2 separate regions of the Anas platyrhynchos genome follow, and region 2 is linked to region 1. A link is a contact called in public Hi-C data. All regions are on one chromosome and are shown on one strand. Each heading gives the region's core, a stretch centred on a gene start, on an enhancer-like site or on the middle of the called end of the contact. The rest is flanking DNA. Distances are from core to core; before and after follow the strand shown.

What was found. A called contact is a pair of places that touch in the nucleus more often than the background predicts.
Region 2: a Hi-C map of subcutaneous adipose tissue shows a contact between it and region 1, with 2.1 times the contacts expected there. The contact joins the promoter of MRNIP here to the promoter of RUFY1 in region 1. A contact is called at or near these places in 2 of 8 Hi-C or Micro-C datasets (liver and subcutaneous adipose tissue).

Annotation. Positions count from the first base shown.
Region 1 is chr14:5,375,192-5,378,682 of IASCAAS_PekinDuck_T2T, reverse strand. RUFY1 (RUN and FYVE domain containing 1) reads right to left here and starts at 1,895. Exons shown (of 18, transcript XM_005024290.6): 1 at 1,471-1,895. The coding sequence starts at 1,741.
Region 2 is chr14:5,542,722-5,546,212 of IASCAAS_PekinDuck_T2T, reverse strand. It overlaps MRNIP (MRN complex interacting protein), which reads left to right and starts at 1,512. Exons shown (of 7, transcript XM_027468509.3): 1 at 1,512-1,651; 2 at 1,737-1,796; 3 at 1,878-1,975; 4 at 3,101-3,170; 5 at 3,479-3,491. The coding sequence starts at 1,571. It overlaps TBC1D9B (TBC1 domain family member 9B), which reads left to right. Exons shown (of 21, transcript XM_027468572.3): 21 at 1-1,030.

The DNA of each region.
Region 1 (3,491 bases), core at 646-3,145:
AGTGTGCAGCAGTATTTACATGGGATCAACAGATCTGAAATAGGAGGTAGAGGTTATAAATAAAGCTTGATCCCTGCTGCCTTCTTTATCTAGTGTTCCACAAGTAGACCACATATGTGGCAGACCACATATTATTTAAAAATACAAGCTTTAAATTGAATATGTATAGTGCTTGGTCAAAGTTGATAGGAAAGCTCTTTATACAGGAGGGCTGAATAGATGTAATGTGAACAGACACTAAATCACCTAAGTTATGAACAAGTTTTTCTTCTGGAATTTTCCATAAATCATCAACATGTTATCAAAATGCTTTGAACAATTTGGGAAGGTAGCACTGTATTCCCTTACTTCAGAGACAGGAGGGTGAAAGGTTGTGGTAAAAGTCTCATTAGGTTTGGGAGCTTCACTTCAGGAAGGAGAATATTGTTTTCTCAACTCCTCACCAAACACCATTGTGTTGAATTACGTCTATTCAGAGCATTATTTCAAACGCAGCTGAAGGTAATGAGATATTCTGCCTCAGATTAAATCCCAGCTGCTCAAGATGGGCATCCAGGTTTGCTGTGAGACTGTAGTGCAGGAAAAGATAAGAAGCTATTTTTTTCAGGACATGATTAATCTTGAACTCTAACTACATCCACTGAAGTATTTTCATAAAAAAAAAGTCCATCAACAATGATTTATTCCACCATGTAGTTACGATTCATCCCCAGAGAAATGCAGCTTGAATACTTAATACTGAAAGCAAGAAGGCCTGAACCAGTTAGCATAACTGAGTTCCACTGCTCCAAAACCATCAAGAACTAGCCTGGAATACAAGACTAACACATCCCATTCCTACATCCGAATGGTTTTGTTTCCACGCTCTAAGTATTACTGAGCTCTAATTTCTGTAAGGATCCCACTAAAGCCTTCTTAATTCCATTTTAAGAAATCTGTTCCATAAATCCATATGGTTACGGTGCTGATGAATACAGATGTTCAGTAAAGCAAGCTGTAACTAAGTAAAGCTATTTTTAGCATAGTTAATTTATAACAAATCTGTTTCCTAGTCCAATTGTCCACTCTCTGACATGAAAGCTGTGCAAGAAGTATCAGCCTGATTCCCTCCCTGAGCCAGCCCCCAGAGCAAGTGATCCAGCCAATCCTTCCTAGCACAGGCAGGCTGCTGCTGAGCAGAACGTAGAGGGAGAGGGAGAAATAGAATTAATAAAAGCCCACCGCACAAAAAATAAAGTCAGCTTTCCCAAACATATTAACAGTTTAGGATTCTTTTGGTTGTAATATACTTCGTTAGTCCCACACCTACGTTGTTTGTATAATTTCCCTTAAATAAAAAACTGCAGCATCAGATTTTTAACAACAAACTCCAAGTAACAACAACGCATCACTCCCTAAGAAACGCCACTTACGGGAGCTAACTTATTTGCGCAGCATAAAAGCAAGGGTACTAAATAAACATAACCATACTTGTTTTTGCTGTGTTGTCATTGCTGACTGGTTTGGATATGAATCCTACCAAAGCTGCAGACTTCAGAGCGTTGCCATAGCTCAGCGCTAAGTTCTCCGAGGCTTTCTTAGCCAGCGACAAGATCGGAGCAGACCACCTCGCTTCTTCTGCCGCTTTCTCTTTTTCCTCGTTCTTCAGCTCGGTTGCACTAGGAATCTGGTTTTTGTCAATGATCTCAAAGTCTTCTTGCCTTCCCGCAGCAGCAGCAGTGCATTTCTCCGCGTCAGCCATCTTCGCCGTGTCATATGACCCTGATCAGGCGCACTCCAGGCAGCAGCCCCACGCCCTGCCCGCTGGCTGCAGGGCAGGCACCAGGTACCCACAGCCCCCTCAAATCTTTTACAGCAGGTGCATGCACCAGCATGACCGAGCCGAGCCTTTCCAGAGCTCTGCAGTTTGCTCCATGTTCTGGGTTAAAGATTTAGGAGGGGGGAGCAGGGAGGGGCATGGCAAACCGAGCAAGAGTTTACTTTTTAAACAAGTTATCAAACTAACAAAAGTGCACTCTGCAGATTTTTTTTTTCATTGCATTGTCTTCCCAAATATTACTTTTATCTAGAAAATTTGTACCAGCTTTTGAAATCCTGGATTTGTTCAGTGTTAGGAAAACTTTAAAAGATCTTTATTACTTTGCCTGTAACTCAGGTCATCCTAGCTTGATGAAACTGGTGGACAGGAATGGCAGGTTCACTGTTGTGAAAAGCGCTTGCTTGTATCGCTGTCACTACAAAATAGCTACAGACAGTAAGACAACTTCTTTAACGTATTTGGGCTGTGGTTGGTAGAAGGCATGTGTCATAAAGGGGAACTGAAATGGCCCTTGTATGAAAATACAGCCTTAGTGTGTGTCACAACTATTGATGGTTTATCGTATATTTTTTCCATCCAGGAACTGTACATACCTGAGATACAGCACTCACATAGTCACGATGTAGGAGATGCTGCACATTAGCTTTTTTACCATACAGAAGAAAGTTTTTTTTTTTTCTTTTTTTTTTCTCCTCCTAAGAAATGAGTGAAGGGGGGAGGGAGTAGTAGAGTTGGGAGGTCAATTGCAGTAAAAGAAATATTCATGTTTATTAGTATTTTATTAGTATTCATGTCTTATTTATTTCCCCCCCTTAAGCTAGTTTAAGATTGATTTTGTCCTCCTGGCTTCTCAGATACTGAAAGTTTAACAACTCCTGCTCCACAAGGTACAAGGAAACTCTTGCATTTTTGTTAGGAATTCAGAGATCAGCAGCCTCTTATTCACACATGATTCATTTGAGCTAAGTATAGGCTGTGAGCGACTTTTGCTAAAAGGGTGCAGAGAGAAGTTTTACTCCATCTAGTGGACTCAAGAAGCACTTGACAGTGGGTTTATATGGCCATAGTATCTAATAGCTTCGCAAGTCCTTTTCTTGCTGTTGCTGACATGAATATACTTCTGTTTGATGTGAGTAAGACTTGACATTGATTTTCTGCCATCACTATCCACCCAATATTAAGAGTCAGGACAATATTTGCTAGAGGAGCAAAGCAGGAATCCAAGCTTCTAAATGAATTATTTTTCAATACAGCTGAAGAATAGGACTTGAAAATTTTTGTGACTGAAAATAAAAACAAACCAAGACTCCTGATCACCTGTCAGTGTGTCGTTCCAACAGCTACAGATGCATTAAAATTCCCTGTACTGCCTTACAATTAGCGACTTTGTAAAAACAGTAATTGAAAGTACCACAGTCTGTGATCATCTTTCTGTAAGTCACTATTAAAAAAACATGTCAGTGTACAGAGTAAAGAAACAACCACAGAGGAAGTAGTTTACATAGGATACAGCTTTAAGCACATTTAAAAAAAAAAAAAAAAGTTTTTTTCTTTGGTTTCGAGCTGTCTTCTTGTCAATGAGAGGCACTATGCATGAATAACGCTACTCACTTTTAGCTCTGAAAGTGGGTTCATTTTTATTTTTGGCTTCTGCAGACGCTGATATTTCACC
Region 2 (3,491 bases), core at 263-2,762, 170 kb before region 1:
GACTTCAGTGCAGAAGTAATATTAAGTCAATCAATGGGCCCTTGACAGTTGTAAGGAGGAGGGAGTATGTTCCTGACATACAAGTCAGTGAATCAGCCTCAACATTGCAGATCTGTGGCATGCTGGTCTGCTGGACTTTCCCTGTTGGAGCAGAAAATATTCATTTTCTTGCTGAGTCTCTTTTTTTTTTTTTTGCTAACTAACCATGGGTCCAATTTTCAGAAAGACTCCTAAGAATACTGTGATCAGTCAGCCCTTGCAAATGCTGGGGGTAGGAAGGTTTGCAGGAGCGCTGTGCCACCTGCAGCTGCTGAGTGTGTCCCTTCCGAACATCTCGTGTACAAAGTGTCTGACCACGGACGTGCTCGTAGGAACTGCTGCACATCAGCGGGCGTTTACACCTGAAGAAGAAGAAGGCAAAGCAGTGTGGTGCTCTGCCATCAGCCCGTTACGGGAAACCCGAATAGACTAGATCTCTTTCCAGTTAAGGAGATTAAATAACTGGGAGACTGAGCGACTGCTCTCTAAATCGGCAAAGCCCAGAAGAAACTAAGAGTTAGCCTTCTGGTAGCAGGGCATCTGCTCCGAGGAAGGAGAATTGATGCTGTCTGTACAGCTGAATTCATCTCAGTGCACAAGCATCTGCCTCGAAGGGCCAGAGCGAGAGATGCTGGTGCTCAGCGAGAGCAAACCCTGCACTGAGGGCAAGGTTTGCTACAGCTTCTGGCTGGCATCGGGAATGCAAAGGCTGGGAAGGACGCGTGTGGTCGGATGTTCCCATTTAACACTACTCGGTGTGCTACTCAGTGTTAATCCCCCCTCGTGACGTTCTCTCTGTGTATTCACAGCTCGTACGTATTTCTTATTTTCCTGCCTCCTCTGTCCTGTATCCGGAGAGCAGCCATGAGTAAAACCGCTTTTACTAATTATTCAGTAATTTATTGTAATTTTTTAAAAGTCCAACTACTCCATGTGATTTTACACTGTCTGTCTGACCTGTCATGTACTCAATAAACGAACCAGAACCCGATGGGCATCCTGGGCTGCCTTTTGTTTGTTCCCTGAGCTCCTGGAACGGTGCTTGGGCCTTGTCCATGGCAGTAACCTTAAAGGGCAGACTCGGTGGGGCTGGAGCGAGCCTTTATTGTCATGCTGTGTACTCACTTGCTGTGACTTTACTCACTTTTGGGTGGCTGGAGTGAATTTTTATCATTTTCTGTATTTATTCATTGCGTGGCGCACGCTGTCACCAGCTTCAGGGTGAGAGCTCCGGCTCGGTGGCTACACAACCAGGAGCTGCTTTCCTCCAGGAATAAGGTGACAATGCCCTAATTAACAACCGTGCGCTAATTAATGACCGTGCCCTAATTAACGACCGTACGGCAGCGTCAGGCTGCCAGGGCTGCGGCCCCTGGGTCTGCCTCCATGGGGGGGGGTTGTGGGCGGGGCTTCGTGAGCTGGGGGCGTGGCTTAGTGCTTGGGGGCGGGGCTTAACGGACAGGGGGCGGGGCTTGGGGAGCGGACCCAAGCGCGGGTGGCGTGGTGACGTCAGCGGAAGTCGGCCGTTGCCATGGCGACGGCGGGCGGCGGGATGGCGGCGCCGTGCTGGGTGCTGCGCTGCTGCTCCTGCCGCCTCTTCCAGGCCCAGCAGGTGCGGCCGGGCCGGCACCGGGCACCTGGGGGAGGGCAGCGGGCACCGGGCAGCGTCTGATCCCCCTTTGCTCCCCCCCCCCTAGGCCAAGCGGAGCGCCAAGTGGAGCTGCAGCGTGTGCGGGCAGCGCCAGGCCTTGCTCAAGGTGAGGGCCGCGGCCTCCGCCCCCGCCGGGCCCGCCCCCCCCCGCTCTCCGCGCTGCCCTCCGCGCTGCCTCTCCCCGCAGGTTTACGGCCGGGGGTCGGGCCGGGACTGCAGGCACCACGTCCAGAAGTTAAACTCGCTGCAGGGAGAGGCGGAGGAGGCGATCGCTCGGACAGCTCGGTACGGGACGGGGGGGGGAGGCCGGGGCACGGCTCACACGGCCGGCAGCCGGACAGTGAGCACCGCAGGGGGCTGGGCTGGGTGCCGGCCCTGTCTTCCCCTCCCTGTAACGAGCGGCTTGTTCATTTCGTGGCCTGGCATGCTTCTTTTAACAAGGGGCTTCTTTTAATAATTTTAGTTGGTCGTTAGTGTGTGTTCATCATGCTTTATACCCACTGAAATACACGGAATAGGGCTTAGTTTGCTTTTCTGAAGTTGCACTTTCTTATGTACTGTCTGAGGAGCCAGCTGGCAGTGCCCATCCCTCAGGCTGACAAGCAGTGCAGCTGCGGGCACCCCGGGGAGAAAATCCTCCGCTCAGCTGGCACCACCAAACTGTTGGTGTTCAGGGGTTTCACGTGGTGGGTCTGCTGAGTAATCCCTGCCATCGACAGAAAGAGCAAAAAGTTGGATGTAATTCCTGCTGGGCTGAAAAATCTGAGTAGCACTTTCCTGTTTATTTCATTCCTGAGTCTGTTTATGAATTGCCTAATCTTGAACTGGTCTTGAACTAGTACCGCTTCCTTTTCGCTGAAGGTTATTTTCAGAAATCAGTCAAAGCTAGTTATGTAACTTAGCTGTGTATATGCAGTGCTACTGGGTTAAGCTTTGGGAGGAGAACTCTGTTTGCTTCATCAAAAAGAGTTGGTGTTGCTTTTCCCAAAACATTATGAAATAACTTCCCTTTTTACTTGCTTGCTTGGGATATAATTAGGGGTTTAAGCTGTTGTCCTGAAAGATATGCTGTTATATCTGTAGTTATGATCAATTAAAATTTCCCATTTCATGGTTAGCAGTTTTAGATCAGACTAGCTACTCTGTTTGTATAGGAGAAAGGCAGGCTACACTCTAAATTTTTTCCCAGTATTTGGGCAATGTATCCTGAAAGTCTTTGACATCTATGATCTGCTTTTCTATATTTTTTTGTTTTTTTTTTTCCTGATAGGCTTCCTACCCAGTGTTCCTCTCCATGCTTTCTATCCAATGTCTTTTGCTATGACTAGATGATCTGAAAAATACAAATAAGCAGACTAATTTGTTTATAAGCTGGACAAGAAACTCCAGCTGCAACTCTATCTCTCTTAGGTGCATAGAAGAATCTGTAAATGACAACGAAAAGACAGCAGCCCATGGTGAAGAGAGTTCAGTCCAGCAGGTAAGATACCTACAAAGCTGAAGTACGTACCAACCCATGCTGACCTCTGGGTGAATCAAAGAGAAGTTTGTGATCCCTTTATATTGGTTTATGCAGCTGAAATGACCGTGTATATGATCAGGCTCCAGCAGAGAGACAGAATGAGATATGTACAGAAACTCTCTGCTCCAAGATATTGAACCTGGGGACAAATTACAGAAATATATCCTGGCCTGACTTTTCTTTTGAGGCATTCTGTATGTACATGATAATGCCAAATTTTGAGAACCTTGTATTTTGCTATTTTTAGTAATTCTCTAACGTTGTAGGAGGGAAGGGTAG